Regions from separate parts of the Mus musculus genome. Here all the other regions are linked to region 2. The links are chromatin contacts, called in public promoter capture Hi-C maps. All regions are on one chromosome and are shown on one strand. Each heading gives the region's core, a stretch centred on a gene start, on an enhancer-like site or on the middle of the called end of the contact. The rest is flanking DNA. Distances are from core to core; before and after follow the strand shown.

Region 1 (4,395 bases), core at 431-2,930, 93 kb after region 2:
CTGAGTGATATTCCATTGTGTAAATGTATCACATAGCCATCACCGCTTGGGTGATCAGGAGCCTGAGACTAGATAACTGATACTGGTCTGAGAGAGGAAGGAGAGGGAGAGGGAGAGGGAGAGGGAGAGGGAGAGGGAGAGGGAGAGGGAGAGGGAGAGGGAGAGGGAGAGGGAGAGGGAGAGGGAGAGGGAGAGGGAGAGGGAGAGGGAGAGAGAAGTATAGTGGTAAATGACTCCTAATGACATCTTTCTATACTCATAGCTCAGTGCCTTATTCAGCCATCATCAGAGGAAACTTCCTCCTGCAGCAGATGGGAACAGACACAGAGATCCACAGCCAGACATTATCACTGAGTGGGAGATCTTGGAACACTCAGCCCTAAGTGGGATGTCTCCAGGCAATCCCTCCCCCACCCCCACAGAGCCCAGAGAACCCCATTGGAAGAGGATGAGAAAGCAGTTAAGAACCAGAGGGGATGACCTTTACATCATTGGTGACCCTTACATCCAGAGAACAAGGCTTTCCGAATCAACAGGAGGTAGCCCAGATAAACTCACAGAGACTGAAGCAGCACACGCAGGGCCTGCTCGGGTCTGCACTAGGTCTTCTCTGTGTATATTATGGCTTCCAGTTTAGTGTTTTTTACGGGACTCCTGAGTATGTGAATGAGTGGGTCTCTGATTCTTGTGCCTTCTCTTGGGGCTCTTTTCCTTCTGCTGGTTTTTCTTGTACAACTTTGATGTGTTAGTTTTGTTTTATCTTACTGTATTTTATTTTGCTATATTTTTTGAATGAACAAATGAATGAATGAATGAATGAATGAACGAATGAATAAAAACCTAGCCACTAGGGTAAAAGTTAACAATTGAACTGTAACTTATGCTTGCTGGGAGAGAGAAATCAGTTTTCCTCAATAGAGTGACAGAGAGTATATCAAGTATACCAGGAGAGGAAGGCCTCATGTTCAGGAGTAGTTGAGTAATAGACTCCACAAGTTTTTCTTTTAGGTGTGTGTGTATGTGTGAGTGTGTGTGTGTGTGCATGCAAGTGTGTGTGAGCGAGTATGTGTGCGTGTGCTTTTATTTGGTCACAATTTGATGAGATGAGTTTTGTTTTTGTCTTTGTTTTTGTTTGGGGTGTGTTTTTTTATTCCTTAGCTTGGGGCGGGCGGGGGGGGGTCGTACTGAACTTTTAAGGAAAACTTAAAGATGGGTTGGTAGGGAGGGGAGAGGATCGGGGGAAGGAAAAGAATGTGATTATAATATGTTTAAACTTAAAAATTGTTTTAAATAATAAAAAGAAAATGCTAACATAAAAGAGATAATTAAAACTTGCACGGCGGTGCCCATCCATACCTGCCTTTTTGTGTGGGGGAATCCAAACTTTGGTCCTCACACTTCCACACAGGGACTTTATCCGCTGAGCCATCTCCTTCCTCTCAAGAGGGCTGTTTTGAAGATAGACCTAGAACGTGGAGAGCTGGGGACACAGAGGACAGACAGTGTTGCTGAGGTTTCTGGCTGAAGATGACAGTGAGGGGTTGACATGTGGGTGGAGGAGAGCTGTGAAGTGCACATAGAGTTAATTAGTTATCCAGAAGTCAGGGAACCATGCTGGGGACAGAGCTAGGAGCTGTCAGCGTGGAGCTGGTGTGACAGGCTGGGCGTGGCCTCTTAGGAGTGATTAGCGTCCTAATCTTTAGAACCAATGAACTCTACCGGTTCTGCCTAGGAGGAAGTGATTAAGGATCTTGAGATGGAGGGAATTTCTGGATTATCCAGATGATCCTAAAGGGGATGACCCAAAAAGGGAGGCAGGGGCAGATTCGACTAGATGCAGGCAATGAGAAAATGGGACAAAGAAAGACGTGGAAGTGCTGGCCCTGAGGTTGGAAGGGATCACACATCAAGTCTGCATCAAGAATGCAGAAGGAGCAGAATTCTCCCATTGGACCTCAGAAGACTGACGGGGGAGGGGTGTTCTCAGGCACCTCTCCTCCTGCCTCCAATCCTGACCCTGGATACTGGCCCCTGTGAAAGCACGGATTTTGTGATAGCTTGTATCACTGTCGCACAGAATGGGATACAGTAACTGAGGTGGCTCAAGGGAAACTTGTGGGAAGAGGAGGTGCCTCAGAGAAACCAGGTCAGGCCACAGTTCAGGCAAGTGAGGGTGGGGTCTGCTCACCGCTCCTTTATGCCTCCTGTTTGTCTGCTCAGCCATAAAAACTGAAACAGGAAATCGAGGTCCTCTGACTTCCTGTCTTCTTTGGTGAGCTCTGGCGAAAATCCATTGTGTAGGAGGGTCTTGTACTACAAGATGGTTTCCGTGTTTGAAAAAAACAAAAACCAAAAAACCCCTAGATGCTTTGTATCTTTTCTCTCTTGGTGTAAACAATGAAAAGTCAGGATGGAAATGGGCCCCGTGCATCCTAAGCAGTTCCCCAGCTATCAGCCCAGTGTGTCTCCCGCCCTGCTTCCTACCAGGCATTCTGACACAGTCGTTGCTATTTGAGCTCCTTAACAGGAATAAGTGGAGTCATAAAGAACCGGTGGGTAGACCCCACCGGAGGAAGAGGCTCTCAGCTTTCAATAGCAGTGCAAAGTGTGTTTCCTCTAATGCTGGTGCTGACATCAGCTTGCTATACTCTGTTCTTTTCCTTGAACATTCACAAGAGCCTTTGAATGCCAAACCTGTATCTTGCACTAGGAGGTAGATGAGAGGAGCTTGACAGACCTGAACAGAAGCCCTGAGCTGAGCTGCCAGCAGAGGAGCGACAGACAGAGCAAAAGATAACACTGTAACGCTCCTGAATGGTGAAGAAGAAATGGTATCAGGAGAGATAGCTGAGGAAGCAAATCCTGTCAGATCCAGTCTCCCAAGAGTCCCGCCCTCTATAGCAAACCACAGACCCAATGGTGTGATGCCTGCTTCCTCTCTGGAGGTTCTGCTTCTCTTCAAGGCCCAGCTCAACTGTTGTCTCAGACCTCTGTGAGACAGTCCTTTGTACTGTCTGTTTTAGCAATCATTTAAGTCCGTTGTCTTCTTCTCCCTCCTTCCAGATCCTTTTCAAGATCAGAGGCAACGAGTCCCCATGCATGTGTCCTCACTGTGTACTGTGTGCAGTAATCATGGTGCTCACTGGCCTGTCTAGTCTCTCATTTCCTGTCTGTCATCATTATGCTCTGGGTATTATGAGCAAGTGTTAATGGCTAAGTAGGATTTCTATATGAAATAAGTCTCCAGAAGTTACCAGATAGCAGATGATTGCAGAGCTTAACTTCTGACACTCACCACTGTAGTGCCTACTGTGAAAAGAAAACCAAGCAGGTCACGTGTCTTAGGAAGTAGATGTCATATAACCCTAAAGCTATGAAGCTTCAAGAGCGAGTCTGATCCTAGACTTCAGCGTCTGGGAGGACAGAGTTCACATTCTCTTTCCTTCTCCTGTTGACTCCAACAAACAGCCCTGGGCTTTGTCTGTGAAGAGTGCAGGAAATCTCTGCAAAGTGAGGAGAAGATGCAGAGTACCCAGAGACCTCAGGTCTTCGAGATTTCTTTTTGTGGCATCTGCCCATACTTGGAGCTGAAGTAGCCAGCAGCCTGGAAGTGACAACTGGTGGAGACCAAAGGACCCCACAAAGCCTGCGCCTGCACTAAGGATGAGGCCCAACTGCTAAGGAGTTTTCAGGCAACGGCTGAGTGGCTACCCTTCTCTGGCAACACATCAAAGCAGAAAGTGCAGTTTCAACACAACAAGTAGACAAATGCAGAGCCACAACTTTACCCCTGCCCTGCCTGAATGAGGCACGAAATCCCTGATTGTGCTTGACGATGCCAAGTGGGGAGCCAGTACAAGCAGCCTATATTCTTTGCTTGACTCAAGAGGGACATTAGGAATGGGCAAAGCATCGCTCGTGCCGACATCACCAGCTCATTTTGGTGTGTCGCTAGCTCTTTGTGTTTCTAGGTTTAGGCAATGAGGTTAACCAGACTCTCTTGCTCAATTCAAAACAGAAATCACGATGAGAGAAGCAATAGCATCCAAATGAGGCTTTACTGGGTGTTGTACTCACGAAGGGGACTCCAAGGAAGAGTTACTTGGGCCCCCATAGGATGTGAAGGGCAGATCCTACACAGACAGGAAGTAGACGCTGGTACAGAGGTGGAGCTAGCTGTTGCAGAAGGCCCCGGGATTTCTGCACAGCTCTCTTCAATTTTTTGTTTTTAGCACTGAGTTTTGCAGTTGGCAGAGAGATGTAGTGTACTTGTGCCTTGGGTTCCTCTGTGCTTGGCTGGTAAGAGACAGCTCAGGTGCCAACCGAGGAAGTCCTTCATGGCTAAAGTGCAGACATACTGTACTTGCGACTGACTGCAAGGAAGCTGGGGAAGGG
Region 2 (4,688 bases), core at 1,149-3,648:
ACTAGAGCCAAACCCCAAGTTCATAATTCACCTGTAGGCTGCCTAGGACTTACACTCATAACCAATCTCCCTCAAATGTAGTAAAAATAACGCTATAGCATATCTCAAATCATATCCAATCTCACCATGGTCCCTATTTTAAGGTAAAAATATTTTCAATAACTCTGAGTGGAGAGGTCTGACCCCTGAGCCTAACACAGATTTAAACGCACATTCTTAACAGCATTAAATTTATAGCCAAACTATTAAGCGGCTTATATCACATACGCACATATTACACTGTCAACTATTTACTGTTTCTCTGATACGGGACCCTAGAAAAGCCCCACAGAGAGAAAGAGCCCAATCCACTACTCATGTAAGGCTGAGTCAGAAAGGCAAAATGGTCTAGCAGTGTGGTGTATTAACCAGTAATACTTGTGAGTTACACTATACACTAGCCTCATTTCCACACCTGAAGAGTCAAGAGAAAATGGGTCAATTAAAGCCAACACAGGCAGTAAGGAAAAAAAGAAACAGCTAATAACATTCAAATTACAAACATAGGCGTGGTTATAAGCCATGCCTCTCTGTCCAGTGTTGCTGAGGAGGTCAAGAAGAAGGGGGTAAGGGGTAGGGAGTTGGGGGGGGGGGGGGAGGTGTCAAGAACCATGGTCTTAAAATCTCCTACCTGTTTCTCCCTGCCTAACAACACAATCCGCACCTGTTTCCTCAAGAGTGAGATGACAAACCCAGGTTTCAGCTTTAAGACTAACAGCAGTGTGAAGACTCCTTCCCTTTGAGGTCCGTTCCCCAAGGTGTTCGTGAGAACCACCACACCAGAAAACCTTCCAAACAACTGTGTGTACGTTGGAGAATGTGGTTCTGGCCTCAAAGGCTCAGGTATCTTTCAAGGCATGTGAAACTGCTAGGGTAAGACTGAGGTGCAGGGCTTAAAAGGCTGGGCATCCAGGAAAGGAATGGACTAGGAAAGCAGGCTGAAAGGCAGAGCCGTCAGGAAGCAGAGGAAGAGCAGAGGAAAGAGACATCTCTAACCTAGACAGTTTCAACCTGGCAACCACAGACTAGACCAACTCAAACATGGCCCTGTAATATAAAGGAGCTCAATAGAAAGAAAAATAAGTGTCCCTACTTAAGAATCAGGACATTTCATTTAAAAAAACCAGGCTATCTAGATTCATTGACTACAGCAACTATGGCTGAAGCTTAGATAATGCTGACCCAAATAAAGAGCTAAAAGCTCCCCAAGTCCCAAAGCTAACAGACAATGTCACTAACGCTAATTGGCAGCCTAGCTCTTAGAGAAGGTTAAGGCTTCCCACTCTATACCTTTCCTGTTACCACTAGCTCATTACAGGAATAATTACCATCACACTCGGGCGCTCAATAAACGAAAGCGGTCAAAGCCCACCGCAAAGCACCTCACAACTGAGCTGCTATTATATCCCGTCTTCCTTAACAAGGCTTCAAAAGACCCCTTCTTAGGAAATTGAAAGAGCTCTAAAGGTCCATCTAGACACACCTTATGCTTTAACTTTTGGATCATAAGAAAACTGACTGTCGGAGCTTTTGATTTTCTAAGTCCAAAGACATCTAGAACTGTGCCACGAACTCAGTAGACACCTCCAAACCCTGCACAGTGAAATCGCTTCTAACTTACTGTTTTTCTTCACAGTCAATAAGGAACTGCTCTAAAACTGTGTGCCTGTGTGTGTGTGTGTGTGTGTGTGTGTGTGTAAAAGCAAAGAGTGGTAGGAATACCTAGCCAGGGTCTGACGGGGTAAAACGGAGAGGGCCAGCCTGTGGCCAAAGTCTGTCCAACAGGTGGGAAACTCTTCAAGTGGTGACATCGCAGGACAATTCTGTGGCTGTTACTGGGGCGAACTCACTTCCTCCGAGCTAGGTTAGGGGAAAAGAGCTACAGGGAGTCAGTGGATCATTAAAGGGGCCTCTCTGGATTTCTTTCCCAAATTCCTAGCGCTTTCCCTAACTTCAGGATTGGACAGTTGTCAAAGCGGGAGTGTGGCGGCCTGGGTGACCGAGCTGTGACAGGGTCCACACTCCCGACTCTCTACTGCTCGGTCTGGGTAGCCGACCTGAAACCGAGGGAACCCACGCAGCCCCGCGCCCGCGCCCGCTCCCACGCCCGCCCCGCTCACTCACTGCTCGGCCGGGCATCGCGTCGCGGCCCGGGGCTGCGCGCCGGCCGTCACCTTCCCGCCGTCCCGCGCCGCGGCCCCGGCCTCGCGCGCCGGCGTCTCGGCGCAGCTTGCACCGGGCCACGCTCCGGGCTGGGGCATGGTTCCCCGACTCATCCGCGGCCACGCCGGGCCCTGCCGTCCCGCCGTCCGGAGCCGTGGCTGCGCTGCCCCGCACCCCGCGAGGTCCGCAGAGCGCTTCCGTAAGCGTCACTGTGGCCCGCCCCGCGACCTTTGACCTGCAGCAAGGGGGCGTGGCGAGAGGCTAGGGGACCTGGAACGGGCGGGGCTGGGAATGGAGGGAGGACGCCTGCGCAGAGCGGATTTGAGCCGCGGAGCCTGGAGCGGCCCGCGCCGTGTGCCCACTGCGCATGTCCGGGCTCAGTAGGTGGTGTTGGGGGATGTTGGAGGCTGGGCAGGACACGCGGCTGGGCGGTGTGGAGTTGAGAGAGTTAGGATGCCGGGTAGTACTTACCTCGGTACAGAACTTCATCCTTGGTCCCCTAAAAGTTCTGCTGGCACCGTTCCTCAGTGCCAGCGCGGCCTCTGGAGCCCACGTGGCCTTGACCTCGGCTGTGGGGTCGTAGTTGAGCAAGCACAACATTCTGTGCCATCTTGAATTAGATTGCTTCATGTGATCGATTTAAGAGTAAGAGTAAAGGGCTGACATTAACAGATTTCCAAGGTATGACCGTGGAGGCGCAGAAGCCGGGGAGAGTGGGTGAGTTAGTAGGCATGGCTCCAGCCTTGAGGCAGAACCCGAGTATGGAGCAATAGCGAGGCAGGGACATTTCGGAAGCCTGCAGATAGGTTCAGGGGCAGAACCGAAAAGTAAGATTGGAAGTCAGATCATAAAAAGCCAAGTTTAGATTGATAAGCTTGAGCTTCGTCTTTTCCGTGTTCTCTCTATAAGGCCATTTATGAAAGATCATTTTTGCCTGCAGTTAAATATTAAAGCATAGGACTAAACTGATGTTCAGAGGTGAGGGGAGCACACTAGTGTTAAACATCCCCAAGGCTGATTGGGTGATTAAAACGTCCTTGATTATGGAGAGCTAGAATATTACCGATTAGGAGTAAGCTGCACAGTCTTGGGCGATCTTCAGTTCTCCTTAATAGCCATTTATTGCCAACCTCATTATAGCTTTTAGGTAAATCATTGGGATCTACAGACTTACGGCCAGAATAACATCAGATCACATAACAAACATTTAACAAACATTTCTACCATCTACCTGATGCGTTTTAGAAAGACCTTTGACTTAATGTTTGATTTGTTCTGTTACTATTTAAAAAAACAAACAAACAAACAAAAAAGCAAGGAAGCCATTAGGCTGGAGCATATGGAGACTATTTGGAATAAGTCAAATCTGTGTTCCTGGACCATTGTGCCTCATATTTCCTTGGCTCCAGACTAAACTATCTTACTTTCTTTCAGGGGAGGGCTATGTTCTTTGTAAAGAACCTGTAAAGATAAACTCGGGGAGGTGGGAACATAAGAGGATAAACTATAGAAAGAACATTTGTGCTGGGTGAGATGGTGCACGCCTTTAATCCCACCACTTGGGAGGCAGAGGCAGGCGAATTTCTGAGTTCGAGGCCAGCATGGTCTACAAAGTGAGTTTCAGGACAGCCAGGGCTACACAGAGAAACCCTGCCTCAAAAAAACAAAACAAAACAAAACAAAACAAAAACAAAAACAAGAGAAAGAAAGAAAGAAAGAAAGAAAGAAAGAAAGAAAGAAAGAACGTTTGTCTTGAGACAAATAACTCTGAGGTGTTCTTTTCCTTTTTTTTTTTTTTCTTTAAAAAGTAAGAAACACACCTGCTGAAAATTCAAAGCATAAAATGGTAAGCAAACTGGTTGAGGAACTTAAGGAGGAAGGATTGTAGTAGGTCATCACCCAGTTCACGTCCATCTGGAACATCCCAATCTGACTTCGGGGGGCCGGGGGATGGGGGAAGAATCTCTGTCTATGAGATTAGTAAGGTGATGTCATGTTGGATTGGGGTGTCCTGTAAAGCTATTGATTGGTGTTTTGAGAGGAGAGACTGACCACACAGACAGATAAACAGCAGAGGGAATAAAGCCATGTGGGGAAGAAGACAGAGATTGAAGGAACGCAGCTAAAACCTAAGGAATGATGGAACTTACCAGAAGCTAAGATAAAGCAAACAAAGGCTATCCAAAGACTCTTTGGCTAAAGCTTAACCCTGCCAGCAATCTCACAGCACACTTTCAGCTTCCAAAACTTTAACTTTCTGTTGTTTGCCCTCTGATTTGTTGTTTTTTGTTACAATAGTCTGAGGAAATTAATACAAGGCTCAAGATGAAGATATCTAAAATTTTACCACACTAAATATGTTTGCAACGAGTCTAACAGGTAAAGAGCCTGAATTCAAAATAAGAATTCAGAAATAAGCTTTATTGCCCAGATGGAACTACGTTAGCTCTTGGGCTCTGAGTTGTAATTTAGCCCTTAGCAGTTTC
Region 3 (4,748 bases), core at 397-2,896, 120 kb after region 2:
GCAAATCAAAGGCCCCGAAAAAAGATGGAAAGAAAGTTAGTCACACTGGAGAGTGAGAGGGGAGAAAGGAAAAAAGAAAGAAAGGAAGGAAGGAAAGAAAGAAAGAGAGAAAGAAAGAAAGAAAGAAAGGAAGGAAGGAAGGAAGGAAGGAAGGAAAGAAAGAAAGAAAGAAAGAAAGAAAGAAAGAAAGAAAGAATGTATGTGCATAGAAATAACCCCGGACAGAGGAAAGGGATGGGAAGCGGAGGGCCCCTCAATAAACAATGCATTACGTCAAATCCCTGCAGCCGCCCGACGTTCATCATGTCATTACAGCGCTTCGGCACGATGCACATGACTTCTACAGCTTTCTGTGGGTGGAGAGAAAGCAGAGCTAGCGTCCACACATCTCCCAGGAACCCGTCAGTGCCCACCTTCCACTGCACCTCCAGCTTAAGTTTCTCTCCCTCCACACCTCCAGAGTACAGATGCGGAGTACAGACACATCAGAGACCCCACACCCTCAGTGGCCCCTCCCAGGAACAGACCCCACGCCAGGGGGGGTTTGCAAGAGAGCAACAGAACCCTAAGTACCTCTAATTCGGATGTGTCCAGGCTAGCTTTTTTTGAGTACTTGAGGAAGTCCTGTGAAGAAACGAAGAGAGAGATGTGGTGAGAGTGATGGGCGGGGGCAGCTGGCCCCAACTGCCCTTCCTGCAGTGGGCACTTTTGGTTCAGGTCGTTCACAGTCACATTCCCTCCTCTCAGAACCACACACAAAGGCATCCTGATGGTGAAGCTGTCCTTGCTTCCCAGTTTATTCTGAGATAGCTGTGGCCTCTCTCCATGTGCAGGCCCTAAGTTTCATGTGATGTCATCCCTGGTGGTGCTTTCTAACTTAAAGTAACCCGTAGCTCTCGCTAGGCCATATGGAAAATCGAAGTTTAGTTCTCTTAACACTCTAAGAAGACGGGCTGGAGGAATGGCTCAGCAGTTAAGAGCACCGGCCACTCTTGAAGAGGATCCAGGGATACCAAGCATCCACACTGTGGCTGGCACCTGTTAGTAATTCTGGCTTCAAGGGTTCTCACGCCCTTTTGTGGTCTCCATGGGTTCCAGGCATACATGTGGTACACAGGCATGCATGGGGTAAAACACTCAAACACATAAAATAAAATAAAATATAAAATCTTTTAAAAAAATTCCTAGAAGATTAAAAAATTAGGCTGATTATGGTCTGTAGAGATGGCCCATCAGCTAAGAGTGGGGTGCTCTTCCAGGGGACCTAAGTTTGATGCTCAGCTGAACACAGCAGCTCACAACCATCTGCAATTCTAGTCCCACGGGACCCAATACCCTCTTCTGCCCTCCAGGGGCACCAAGCATATGGGGTGTACAGACATACAAGAAGGCAGAACACCCATACACATAAAACATACATATATTTAAAAATGAGGTTGATAGAGCTGAAGAAAAATCACTAGCAGTCCAAGGTATGTGGCAGACAAACAAGAACTTGGCTCAGAATTTGAGAGGAGTGAACTGTTGAAGAACAGTGTAAAGAGTTACTTTGAAACACTTGGAACCAGAAATAGCAAGCAGCTCTGCAAGAAGGCAGTAGAGCGGTCTCCCACCAGGTGGAGGTGTGGGCGGTGAGGGAAGTCCCGCCCACTGAGCAGAGTGACCAGCGACTCTGCTCTTGCCCCCCTCAGCCCTCACCTTCAGGAGCAGCTGGTACTTCATGATTCTCTGCACCGGTTTGATCAACAGATCAGTGAGCTGCAGTCTGTGGCCCAGGCGCTGCTTTAAGTCCTGGGGATTTTAAGAGGAAAACAAAACCAAACCACCTCAGGTGTTGTTTGTGAAGTGGCAACATTTTGTTCCTTATAATTATAACTCCAGCAGTCCTGTGAAACCAAGGCAACAAAAGCTTCCCATCTCTCAGGATTTAAACATTCGGGTTGAACCTTCCTGAGTGGATTTTCAGAGACGTCTATTTACTTGAAGGCTTCTTCTTTCTGTCTGCCTGACTGGCCGCAGGGCTAGAGAGATGGCTCAGCAGTTGAGAGTGTTGGCTGCTCTTTAAGAGGACCCCGGTTCAGTTCCCATCATCCACTGCGTGCTTATTATTGCCCATTTGCCTGTGGTGGTTTGAATAGGAGTGGCTTTCACAGCCTCATGTGTTTGAATGCCCGACTTATGGGGCATGGCACTATTAGAATGGATGTCACTGTGGAGGAAGGCTTTGAGGTCCCATAAGCTCAAGCCAGGCCCAGTGTGGCAGTCTCCTTTCTCTGCCTGCAATATCAAACTCTTTCTCCAGCATCATCTCTGCTTCCATGCCACCATGCATCTCACCGTGGTTATAATGGGCAGAACCTCTGACCCTGTAAGCCAGCCCCAACTAAATGTTTTCCTCATAAGAGTTGCCTTGGTTATGGCCATGGTGTCTCTTCACAGCAGTAAAACCCTAAGATACTGCCCAACTGCCATAACCCTAGGCAATCCAATGACCTCGTCTGACTTCCACTGGCACCAGGCATACAACCACAACCACCACAACCACCAAAACAAAACAAAAGTCTGGAGCCACTTCCCACGCATTACAGGTAGATGAACTGAAGACCGTAGGCTTAGCACAAAGCGCTTTTCCACTGAACTCTGCTCTGAGCCATTTAATATTTCTGTAAGTCATTTATTTTATTTTGAGATAGAGTTTCGTTACGTTATCCAGGGTGAACTTTACCTTGCTATGTAGCCCAAGGGAGCCTTAACCTAGTGATTTTCTACCCTGTCGCAGGGTTCCCAGGTGTGAGAACTGCTCAAACCATTTACTGTTAAGCACCCAGTCTTCTAAATGCTGTGACTATAGTCTGAATCCACACCCATTTCCCTGACTTATAGACTGCAAAGCAAGCTTTAGGAACCTCATCTCTGAGGCCAGTTTGGAGAAGATCCTTTTGTCTCCAGATGTCGTGGCACTCTAAATTCAAGCAATCACAGTGCAGCAAGAGTCAGGAACCACTTGTTCCCACGCTGAGTCTTACCTCAAAAAAGGTGTCGATGTACTCGGACACAATGTGCTCAGACTTTGGCTTATTTTGACAATAAACTATGTACATGTGCAACCGTCTCTCCTAGGAAGCAAAAGGCAAACAGATGGTTAAAGCACTGAGAGTTCCACTAGACCATCGGAGCACACAGTACCACCCACAGAAAAGGGGCCATCTTAAAGCAAAGCTGCCACGCTGGGGAGCTCACTCCAGATTCGGGGCATTTGGCCACCCTGGCTCTGAGGCTCTGAAACAGCCTTCTGCTCTCACTCCTGGTACAGGCCTGATCCCTCACTCGCCTGTACCAGCAACACCAACGGCAACTCAAGAAGACACTTCCATCGCGCCCAGGCTGCCAGTACTGTCTTTATAATCTCAGATCCCATGGCAGGAAAAAAAGGGACAACAGGCTCTCAAAGCTATGTATGCAGACCCTTTAGGGTCCCTGGGGCCTATCTGAGGTTCTCTTAGGTCAAAAATCTCTTTCAAACAACACTAGGATACCATTGCCCTCCTGCAGTGTCTATGCGTGTGCCAACGTGGCATGGGCCCACAGTGGGGGGAATGGCTGGCATCACAGCAAGGATCTGTCACCACTGCAAACCTGCTGTGGAACATGCCAGTTTCCCTTCTGGATGCCACTGATGACGTAATACAAGTCACTCATCCCCTTAAAACCTCAATACGGCACACAGATCCTTTTAGTGTTCTCGAGTCGGGGCAGAGGTCTACACAACCCTTCTGCTTCTTTAGTAACTGCCTGGGGGAAAAGCACTTGTGACTGATGTAAGCTCCACAGACATGCTTGCTGTGAACCACCAGCTGAACCTGACAGAATGATGGACACTCTGCAATTCTTCTTACTCCAGAGGCTGGTAGGAATTCTCTTGAGCACAGATGAAGCAAGCTTGTCATCTCAAGACTAGACACACTACTGGCGGTGCAGACATACAGTGGAAACCCAAAGTTTAAGAGGAGAAAAAAAAATATAAAGAATTCTGGAAAATATGTGCCTTAGCTAGACACCGCCTAGAGACTCTCCTGCTGGAGCAGTGGTGAGTCTAAGTCTGATGGCGGATAACATACAAGGAACTGCCAACATCTGCAGGAACCTGGCAGGTCAGCAGCCAGCTTCCAACTGCCCGGTTCAAGATTCTCATAACTGTGCCTGGAGCAAACAGCTCCAAAGGCCATTCAGCTGGACAGACAGATAACCAGGGAGAAGATCTAACACAGTCTTTCAGGGACTGCTGTACCAGCCTGTAAGAAACTAGCCTTTACCAAATGTTGGTACACGGCAAAGATAACCGTCTATAGTTACTTGAAGAGAATATTTAAGGTATCCACCCATCTTCAAGTCTTGTCTGTCATGTGCTTTACAGTAACAACAATAATAAAGCCTGATAACGTGCTGAGTGCAACAAGCAGATATGAAATTATACCTTCTATTATGCCTAGTACTAAAAATAGGCAAAACCACAAAAGCCTCATTATTTTTAAAAATATAGTGATTTTTTCCTTAAAATAACTTGAATACTTATCACTTATATATATGTATACACACATATGTATATATATGTATCTGGCTAGTACATCAAGCCCACTGCAGGTATGGGCAGGTACATTATCACTGAATGCTTGCTTGCCTTTTGACATCTGCAAGGTTACTGTGTCAAGCCTGTCTGGCTCTGGGGCCTTCTGACCTGTGTTGCTGCA

Evidence for each region. Promoter capture Hi-C pulls out the DNA fragments that hold promoters and counts their contacts.
Region 1: a promoter capture Hi-C map of the HPC-7 cell line shows a contact between it and region 2, with 3 times the contacts expected there. The contact joins the enhancer-like site here to the promoter of Otulin in region 2. A contact is called at or near these places in 11 of 39 promoter capture datasets (the 3T3-L1 cell line, the C10 cell line, the HPC-7 cell line and 7 more), 3 of 15 datasets of contacts at CTCF or cohesin (CD8 T cells and the NIH/3T3 cell line), 61 of 484 Hi-C or Micro-C datasets (the 3T3-L1 cell line, the AML12 cell line, B cells and 42 more), 16 of 115 datasets of contacts at active chromatin or transcription factors (CD8 T cells, DN3 thymocytes, the HPC-7 cell line and 10 more) and 4 of 9 other capture datasets (adipose tissue, liver, macrophages and 1 more).
Region 3: a contact with region 2 is called in a promoter capture Hi-C map of pre-B cells. The contact joins the enhancer-like site here to the promoter of Otulin in region 2. A contact is called at or near these places in 7 of 39 promoter capture datasets (the 3T3-L1 cell line, the C10 cell line, the HPC-7 cell line and 2 more), 3 of 15 datasets of contacts at CTCF or cohesin (CD8 T cells, the NIH/3T3 cell line and pro-B cells), 2 of 484 Hi-C or Micro-C datasets (bone marrow-derived macrophages and pre-B cells), 5 of 115 datasets of contacts at active chromatin or transcription factors (T-cell acute lymphoblastic leukemia, bone marrow-derived macrophages, double positive thymocytes and 2 more) and 3 of 9 other capture datasets (adipose tissue, liver and pancreatic islet).

Annotation. Positions count from the first base shown.
Region 1 is chr15:27,722,286-27,726,680 of GRCm38.p6, forward strand. No RefSeq gene overlaps it. Among named protein-coding and RNA genes, the nearest start is that of Otulinl, 43 kb to the left of the region's middle. Within about 2 kb of position 1,681, at least 82 of the 459 cell types and tissues checked have an H3K27ac peak or open chromatin away from gene starts, as enhancers often do. A contact at or near this core is called in B cells, CD8 T cells, the HPC-7 cell line and 15 more, where this site is marked.
Region 2 is chr15:27,628,295-27,632,982 of GRCm38.p6, forward strand. It overlaps Otulin (OTU deubiquitinase with linear linkage specificity), which reads right to left and starts at 2,399. Exons shown (of 7, transcript NM_001013792.2): 1 at 2,164-2,399. The coding sequence starts at 2,315.
Region 3 is chr15:27,753,440-27,758,187 of GRCm38.p6, forward strand. Trio (triple functional domain (PTPRF interacting)) reads right to left here. Exons shown (of 57, transcript NM_001081302.1): 42 at 3,027-3,116; 43 at 1,699-1,791; 44 at 574-624; 45 at 273-350. Among named protein-coding and RNA genes, the nearest start is that of Otulinl, 74 kb to the left of the region's middle. Within about 2 kb of position 1,647, at least 22 of the 459 cell types and tissues checked have an H3K27ac peak or open chromatin away from gene starts, as enhancers often do. A contact at or near this core is called in pro-B cells, where this site is marked.